Linked DNA regions of Mus musculus: region 1 is linked to region 2. The links are chromatin contacts, called in public Hi-C maps. All regions are on one chromosome and are shown on one strand. Each heading gives the region's core, a stretch centred on a gene start, on an enhancer-like site or on the middle of the called end of the contact. The rest is flanking DNA. Distances are from core to core; before and after follow the strand shown. Region 1 overlaps Dgki (diacylglycerol kinase, iota). Region 2 has its middle 25 kb from the start of Slc23a4.

What was found. A called contact is a pair of places that touch in the nucleus more often than the background predicts.
Region 1: a contact with region 2 is called in a Hi-C map of the N1E-115 cell line, with 7 times the contacts expected there. The contact joins two enhancer-like sites.

What each region holds. Positions count from the first base shown.
Region 1 is chr6:37,042,363-37,046,682 of GRCm38.p6, forward strand. All of the region lies in intron 12 of Dgki (diacylglycerol kinase, iota), which reads right to left. Among named protein-coding and RNA genes, the nearest start is that of Gm52857, 140 kb to the left of the region's middle. Within about 2 kb of position 2,384, at least 4 of the 459 cell types and tissues checked have an H3K27ac peak or open chromatin away from gene starts, as enhancers often do. A contact at or near this core is called in the N1E-115 cell line, where this site is marked.
Region 2 is chr6:35,000,600-35,005,099 of GRCm38.p6, forward strand. No RefSeq gene overlaps it. Among named protein-coding and RNA genes, the nearest start is that of Slc23a4, 25 kb to the left of the region's middle. Within about 2 kb of position 1,767, at least 29 of the 459 cell types and tissues checked have an H3K27ac peak or open chromatin away from gene starts, as enhancers often do. A contact at or near this core is called in the N1E-115 cell line, where this site is marked.

The sequences.
Region 1 (4,320 bases), core at 1,134-3,633, 2.0 Mb after region 2:
TATTTTCCTGACAGATCAACCTTTCACCTTTCTATTCTTCTATTATTTTTCAATTTTCTTTGGGATTTTATCTCAAGCTCCATAATTGTCTCACATGGGACAAGGGGCTTGGCTCCCTTCCTGTCCTGTAAGTACTGAAACCTCATCTTTCAAAATAGTTACCTGCCTGAAGAGAAGGCTTCAGTACTGCAGGACCTAACCCTGTGCTTCTTGGAATATGTGTCTGCCTAGAACATAAAACAAAGGAGAGAGGAGGAGGGGGGGGTCCCAGCAGGGATGGCTACTTGGGAGGGGCTGGAAGAGGGGAGGCACCCTAATCAGTAAAGATCTGCAGCTTAGGGATGGTAAGTAGGCTATGCATATGGATTTGAATTTAAAAAAAAAAAAAAAAAAACTTTTGAGCCCAGGTCAACAGACGTGTCAGGTTCTATCTAGTTGTCACTGAAACTTAAAGAAGAAGAGTGTGGGAGGCTGAAGTCACAAAGGAAGGTAAAGCAGCTTGTAAGATAAGGGAGGCAACTGTAGCTAAGATTCATAATGAGTTTCACCTTTCATTAAACGGTCATCCTGGGAGCTGCTGACACCACAAAGAATAATCGCCAGAGGATGTAATTCTTAATATAGGGAGCTAGTAAAATTCTATTATAACATCGGAACTTGGCGAATGATCACCCAACCTCTCTCTGGCATGGTGAGTGCTTTGAAATGACAGACACAGAGAGCAAAGATTTCCCCGTGACTCTCCTCTTTCTCTCCCCTCACTCTTGCCATGGCAAGTGACAGAGATCAGAACTCATCCTCTCTGAGGTGGCTAGAAGCCCTTTCCCTGAAGCAATTTATAAAGCTTGCAAATACAACTCTAATTTTCCCCTGACTTTCTGCGTAGGAGCCGGCCATAGAAATATCTGTTCTACCTCACCTGGCAGATGATCACAAGACCCACATGCAGATGGGGCCCTGCCCCACACCGGGGAGGAATGAATGCTGCAGGCAGTCCAAGAAGGATCTATACATCCAGCCTTGCTGGGCATCCACCGTCATCCTCCCCATACCTAAGCGCAGAAGGGATTCGTTTTCCCTGGATCTTTAGGTCTTCAAACTGAAGCACTTGAATTAAATAAATTCGCTATGATTTTCTCATCTATCCTGGACATCAGCTGTGGCCCTCAGAGTAGAAAGAAAAGGGGCCAAGACTTATTCAACTCCTGCACTCACATAGCCCCAAACATGTCTCTGCAGACCTTGTAACCACTGCAGATTTAACAGGCATTGTGGGAGGAAACCCATCACCGAATACACTTTGGAAAAGACAGGATGGCTTTGTTATCTACTGCTATGAAAGACAGCATGACCTAATGCAACTTGGGGAGGAAAAGGTTTATTTAGCTTGCACATCTCAATCACAGTCCATCACTGATGGAAGCCATGGCAGGAACTCAAAGATGGATAGACTGAGGAGGTGTGCTGCTGACTGGCATACTCCCTGTGGCTTGCTCAGCATGCTATCTTAAGCAACCCAGGATCACTGGGGGGCAGAAGGGGGCAGAAGGGGAGTGACACCATCCACAATAGACTAGGCCTTGCCACATCAACCATTTATCAAGTCTCACAGACTTGCCTATAAGCCATTGTGATGTAGGCATTTTCTTCCCAGATATGTCTAGGTTTTTGTCAAGTTGGTGAAAACCAACCACCAAAAGGGTTTTTAAAACACATGTTTTTTCCTTTATGCTACAAGACTTTATAAAAAAATTTTACAAGCTAATAATTGTAAATCTTGAAGAAGGGTAAATACTAATTTCTCAACGAGGATAATCCACTAAGCAAGGCCCCAAGGAACCACTGATCTTCCCTATTCCAGGTTCATTCATTAGCAATATGACATGTATACATCAGCATATATTGTACTCCAGTGTGTGCCCAGGGCTCCTAGGCTATGAAAGGAGATCCTGTTGCTATCTTCGAGAATAAAGCATCATCATTAGGGGAGTACAGGGAAAATCAAAGACGGTCCATAACATCCCGAGATTCTGAAACATCAGACTCCAAATCCAGGAGAAAAGCACAGGAAACAAACAAGAGTCTTCCCTGACTGTTCTCCATCTCTGCCAAATGCATGGAGACAGAGGCCAAGGGGAGATCTGAGACATGATAAACACAGATTCTGCACTTTCCTCATGCATAACACAGAGGAGGGGCTGGAGGAGAGGGTTCAGTAAGCACAAGGCTGGCTGCATCAGTATGAGGACCTGAATGGAAATCCCGATTCCTACTTAAAATGCAGGGTGGGGCTGGTGGTGCATAAGCTATATCTCCTCACTGGGGAGGGATGGGGGCAGGGACAGGAAGATCCTGGGGCACCTTGGCCATCCAGTCTAGCCAAAGCTGCATGCCATAGTTCAGTGAAAGGCTTAGAGGCTTTGTCTTAGAGAGACAGAGAGAGAGACAGAGAGAGAGAGCACGCCCAGGTGGAAAGTAATGGAGGAAGACACATGGGGTTGACTTCTGACCTCTACATACATATCTGAACATAAATGAGCATGCACACACAAACAAAAAAAGTAATAAATGCCAACGAAATGAACTGACCTCTGAGCCAACACTGTCTTATCCAATGCTCTACATTTTCCTTCCAACAACAACAACAAAAAAAAAGAACACAGAATTTCAGCAGAAACCACATACTTCTTACTAAATATAACCCATTTTTAAGAGCAAATAGCAATGTGGCCAGATAGTGGCGGGGAAAACTTGTCCAGTGATAATTGCTTCACCCATATGGTAGTTTGAAAAGCTGCCACGAACCACACTACCTTCACTCAGGTGAGATGTCTCAGTGCCTGGTCAAAGTACAACAAAAAAGAAGCACACTGAAGACAGGAAGGAGCCAGTCCCAAGTGCTGGGGACAAAGATAGCCTAACCTGGAAAAGGGGAGGAAATTAGGTTAGACCTGAAAGCCTGTATCAGTCTTACCAGAGTGAAACCAGATGTAAGAGAAACAGCCCCTGACTCCAGGTTAATTCTCAGGGAGCAAGAATTACCTCCACTATACTCTGCTTTCCAGACTCAGGCATCCAAAGCAGGCTCAACCTGCTGGCAGGGCATGAAAGCTAGCCCAGGACTCTGACTTCAAGCTCAGTACTAAGCGTCAAAAATGGTTTCTAACATCGGCGAAAAATCAAAAGACCCATAACTGGGCTAGACCTCACCAACTAATGGCCCCATTGTCTGAAACAGACCCGTACTCCAGAAGCAAGCACTCAAGGAAAGAGCCTCCAGTCATATGTCAGCACCACTAGCTACTACCTTTAGCCCCAGCACGAAAGACTCATATACTGGCCTGCATCTCTTCTGGCTTTGGTATAAGCCTCACACCTGAGACTGTACTGGCCCTTTGAGCTGGGGGATGTGAGTACAATTCAATCCGGCATTAAAACTGCCTTCCCTAACACCCAACACTACTCCAATCTCAGCCCAGCCTAGTACAGAGTAAGCTTCTATTTTCTGATGATTGGATACATTAACGACTCTAGCACTAGCTAGGCCTTGGAACCCAGTGCCAGGCATGACACTCAGAAAGTTTTAAAAACTTCAACTCCCAGGCCTGTGCAAACAAAAGAGCCTCTGGACCTACCTTGGTGCCAACATAGACATAAGTCCCCATTCTATTAGGCTTGTGTTTGGGCCAGCATTACCTTCATCTGATTCTAGTTGTCTTAGGCCGTAGGTCTATTTGAGCTATTCACAGCACATAGCATCACTGGCCATGGGGCTACTCCAGTGCTTTCTTCAGTTCCTAGCATGAAACAGCTTTGCAACTTGAGTGACCACGGGCCTGATGCTGGTGTCTGTGAGCACAGGCAAGTTGCTGTGGATAAGGTGTCTGAGTGAAGCCCAGATCTACAGCTAGGTTTCAGAGCTGATCACCATTTTTTTAGGTTATAATCTGGTTCAAGCTGAACTACTTTCCATGTGGATTAGGATAAGCATGAGCTTCGACTGCCCTCTAGTGAGGAAACTGTGGCAACACACCAACGGTGAATGCCGGAACTAGTCCTCTAACCCTGAAATAGCAAAAGTGATTGCAGAGGTGGTGGGGAAACCTCTCAAGAGTTTCTCTAGGGAAAGGCACAAGTGAAACCAAAATACAAAGACTGGAGCCTAATAAAAGCCTAAGTGTCAATGCTCAGTCACATTAGATGATGCCACAAACCAACACCAAGAGAGCTGTCAGGAAACCAGGCTCTCACCTACTGTAAAAGCACAGCACATGAAAGTAACCACAGTAGGTGGGTGTGTGCAAATCTTTAGACTACTGA
Region 2 (4,500 bases), core at 517-3,016:
TGGAATTCAGACTCCCTGAACTCTGTGTTCAAACAGGGTAGCAGAGGGAGGCCAGACCTTGGCTCATAACCACCCTCCTATCATTGAGTTGCTCGTCCATTGTTCTCTGCCCCAGAACTCCGGGGTGTGCGCAAGCAGATGCTCCAGTCCAAACATCTAAGAGCTGCCCACTCTCTACCTCCCTGGCAGGAAAACAAAAGGTAGATATGAGAGGGCAATCAGAAAATATGGAGCACAGGCACCAAATAATGACCCATAGAAAACTATTCATAGCAGTTGGTCAAAGGCAGGAAGTTATGACAGAGCTTGGAAGTCTTGACAGCAGTATGCATTCAGTACTCCAACCACATGTGGCCGGGAATAGCTGGAAGGCAGCTCCCAGCGGGTCCAGAATCTTCCCAGTGGTGACCAGAACCTAGGCCCACCCCTAGCCCATGGTTTCCCTAATAGCTAAGCGTTTTCCTTTATTTAAACTGACAAAACCAAGGAGCAAAATAGAAGGTTTCATGCATTGTGTGGGAAGGGAGACTATGGGACATGCTGGACAGCTACTGGACATGCAAGACTAACAAACAGAAGGCGGAAAGGTACCTCCATGGCCCTCATCTCTGAATATCAGACAGATAGGGAAAAGGCTTACAGCCCTCTCAGCAGGCGCTAGCTTAGGGGCCAGCTACTCACAGAAAGAGCAGGAAGAGAGGAGAGCCACACTCCAGGAAGGTACAGGTCAGGGTTCTCTCCCTCCCTTCCTCTTCCTCTTCCTCTTCCTCCTTCCTTCCTTCCTTCCTCTTCTTCCTTTCTCTATTCTTCCCTTCTTCTCTCTCTGTCCCTCTCTTTGTTTTTTGATAAAAGGTCTTCCTACAGCTTAGGCTGGTCTTGAACTCTTGACTCCTCTGAGCCTGGAGTACTAGAATTATAGACAAGCATCAGCACAGCCAGCTCTTCTAGTTGCTGCCCCCCCCCCCCATTGTGTTCCCTTTACCAACCCACTTGCTCCATGCCCTAACTATTGTTCAACATACCATTTGATATGGAGGAGCAGCAGTCTGCTGTAATCCAGAGCTAGTAATAAGGGAAGACATTCTATTCCTTGGCTGGAAGTCAAGACAGGAACCTGGAGCATGAACCCTGAAGGAATACTGTTTACTGGCCTGCAGGGATGTCTGTGCAGGCATTTTCTTGATTGGTCATGAATTTAGGAGAGCCTAGCTCACTGTGGGTGGTGCTATCCCTAAGGAGATGGGCTGAGTACATAAGATTAGATATGGCTGGCGAGACGGCTCAGTGGTTATGAACAAGGATGTCTCATCCAAACAAAGGACATGAGTTTGGTCTCTAGGACCCATAGGAAGCAGCTCACAAACACCTGTAATTCCAGTTCCAGGATGCCTGTGGCCTCTTGGGGGCACAAGCGTGTGCGCGCGCGCGCACACACACACACACACACACACACTTTAAAATGTAGTGGAGCACTGGCTGAGGAGCTTAAATAAAGCAAGCCTGAAGTTCTCTCCTTTCTTCAGTTCGTCTGAAGCTGGGCAGAGTTCATCTAACTGGGGCTGGATTCAAAACTAAGCATCATGGAACTTAAACGGGCAAATGGAAAGAAAAATGAAAAGGAACTCCGAGAACTGGCCACGGATCTAGGTGCTTAAATGGAAACCCGGCACAGCTTTCCACCGAAATGTCATCTCATCTCAGAGCATATGCACAGAGACGTGGGCTTTTCCGGATCTCTGACATGAAGGAGCCTGCTCTCTCCGTCTGCAGCAGTTGATGGGAACGGGAAGCTCGCCAGCTCCTCGTCATCATCAGCAGATTTCTTAATTAGCTTGCTGATACTGCCGGCGTTTTGGAGCGGAGCCCTGCCTCTGCTATTTTTAGGGGCTTGTACTAGGAACCCACCTGCCATTTAGCTCTCCTGTCTTCATGAGTGACACGGATATGGACGCAGAGGATGAAATGGGAAAGGAACACGGACGGCCTGGTGAGGTACCCAGAAGAAGCTCTCCCCACAGCTCGAGCGCTCTGGCCCCATCTCCTCTTCCCATCGCCAGAGTTTTCAGAACAGCTCCTGGTCTTAAAGATGACCTCAGGGAAGAGGACAAACCAACGTTCTATGCCAAAGAGTGCCAAGTCCCAGTGTGCAGCGGCTAACTTTGCTGTATCCCCAGGTCCTACACAGCATCCATGTCTTTTAAAAAAAAGAACCCAAATTAAAAAACAAACAACTCGTTGTGGAAGCTGCAGTGTGTCCCACAGAATACCCCTTGGCTCACACTTCTTTGCTTGCAAACGTTCACTGCAATGAGCCATTTGTCTGGTCTGAGGCCTCTGGCTTCTGCTCCACCATCCATACTAGAGCCTTACGGGACCTCTCTCAGGTATCTTGTTGTCCGGTAACTGTTAACTTATGCAGTAGTCACACGGCTGGTGAGAAGCCGGAAGCCCTATAGAGCCGGATCCAGGTTTACCCACACCCAATGAATCACATGTCAACAACATGTCAGAGTTCCTGTCAGCAAAGAAGTTGGGAAATGGGAACGCTCATATATTGGAGAAATTAGTCTTCACTGGCTGGTCCATCTCTACAGTAGCCTGTAGTGGTAAACATTTGATATTAATTGGGGGTTTCTACCCTGCCTTTGATCATTCAGTTCCCAGGTAAAAGACACAAAACCTTTATATTTATAATAAGCCTCAAACAGCACAAGAGCTGGGCCGACATCTCCCTCTAAGCTGTTAGTATCTACTTCCCTATCAATAACCCTGAGTTACAACTTGCTGTGTTCTACCTGGGCTGCTTTTACTCCAATTGGTCAGCCTTTCAAAATGGTGTTTTCCTGATTCACCTTCCTCACAGTATCTTCTTCACCTCCTCTTTCTTCCTTGTGGTCTCTGCTTCAAACTCCAAGCCCTGGAACTGAAGCCCCACCTACCTCTCTTCTGCCCAACTATAGGCTGTAGACATCTTTATTAACCAATCAGGGATAACTTGGGGGGCAAGGTTACAAAGCATCACTTGGTGTACTAAGGATCCCCTTGTCCCTGGGGGCAACAAGATTTTGGGGGGCAGTGTTTAGCATTACAACAGACCAAACCTCAACAGTTGCCATTCAGTCTTTTTAAACTTTCAAGGGAATTTGGTTACAGCATTATTCATGATGGTAAAACTATATGAGACAAAGAGAAAGCTTATTGTCCTAGTTAGTTATTGTCAGCTTGACACAACCCAGAATCCCTGGAAAGACGGACCCTCAACTGAACACCTGCCTTCATCAACATGGCTGTGAGACACTTTTTTTTATTGCTAATTAATGTAGGGTACAGTTCACTGTGAAGAGTACTAACCCTGGTCAGGTGGGCCTGGGATGTGTAAGGGAGCACTGGCCAGGGAGCCAGCCAAAGATGAGCCAAGAAAGCATCGTCCTTCACTTCTGCCCCTGTCTCCTCCTGCCTTGAGTTCCTGCCCTGCCTACCTTCAGTGATGGATTGTGACTTGGAAATATAAAATGAGATAAACCCATTCCTCCTTGTGTATGGATGCTTTATCACAGCAACCGAAGGAACTTACTAACTAGAAAATGGCTGAGTGGCTCTAGTATTCAAACACGACTGCAATAGAAGACAATTTTTAAAAATATATTGCAACAAATTGAATGAAGAAGCAGGTAAGAGAATTCAGCCAGTCTCCACTAACCCAGATATTACAGAAAGTAACAAAAAAGCAGAAATCTCTGGATAGTACAGTAGTATTATATATGTCCCCCACAGCCATGCTTCAGTCCCCAGGACCAAAAGAGGAAAACACCACTCTCCACTGCAACTTGATCCTAAAAACACAGGTATTTCCCACTAAACGGGCTAATTATATTAACGTGCTTCAACAATATGAGCATATTATTGTTCCTGTAAATAAATGAACACCTAAATATCCCAATAATAATGCCTTTGAATGATAGTTACAGAAAACTATACATTCAATTAGGAAAAAAATTTTTAGATATCCCAAGGGGAAAAATTGGTCACTAATCTAAATAATGTGCTTACATACGTTGATGACTTTAAGGGAATGCCACTGTGATAAATTACTTACAAAGCAACTGAAGGGAGAAAGGTTTATTTAGCTGGTAGGTCAAGGCAAAGCTCAGTGGCTTCTCTTACAGCCAGGGAGGGGGTGGTACTACCGCAGTGAGGAGCTTCCCAGCGAGGTGGTTTGAATGAGATTGACCCCATAGGCTCACAAGGTTGAATACTTGCTCCCACTCAATGGAACTCTTTGGGAAGGATTGGGAACTTTGGTCTGTTGGAGGAGGCGTGTCATCAAAAGTGGGCTTTGAGATCTCAGAATGGCATGCCATTCTCAGTTCTCTCTCCCTCTCTCTCTCTCCCGCTCTCTCCCTCTCTCCCACCTCTCTCCCTTCTCCCCTCTCTCTTTCTCTCCCTCCCCTCCCCTCCCCCTTCCTCCCTCTCAGATCTCTCCCCTCAGATCCCCCTCCC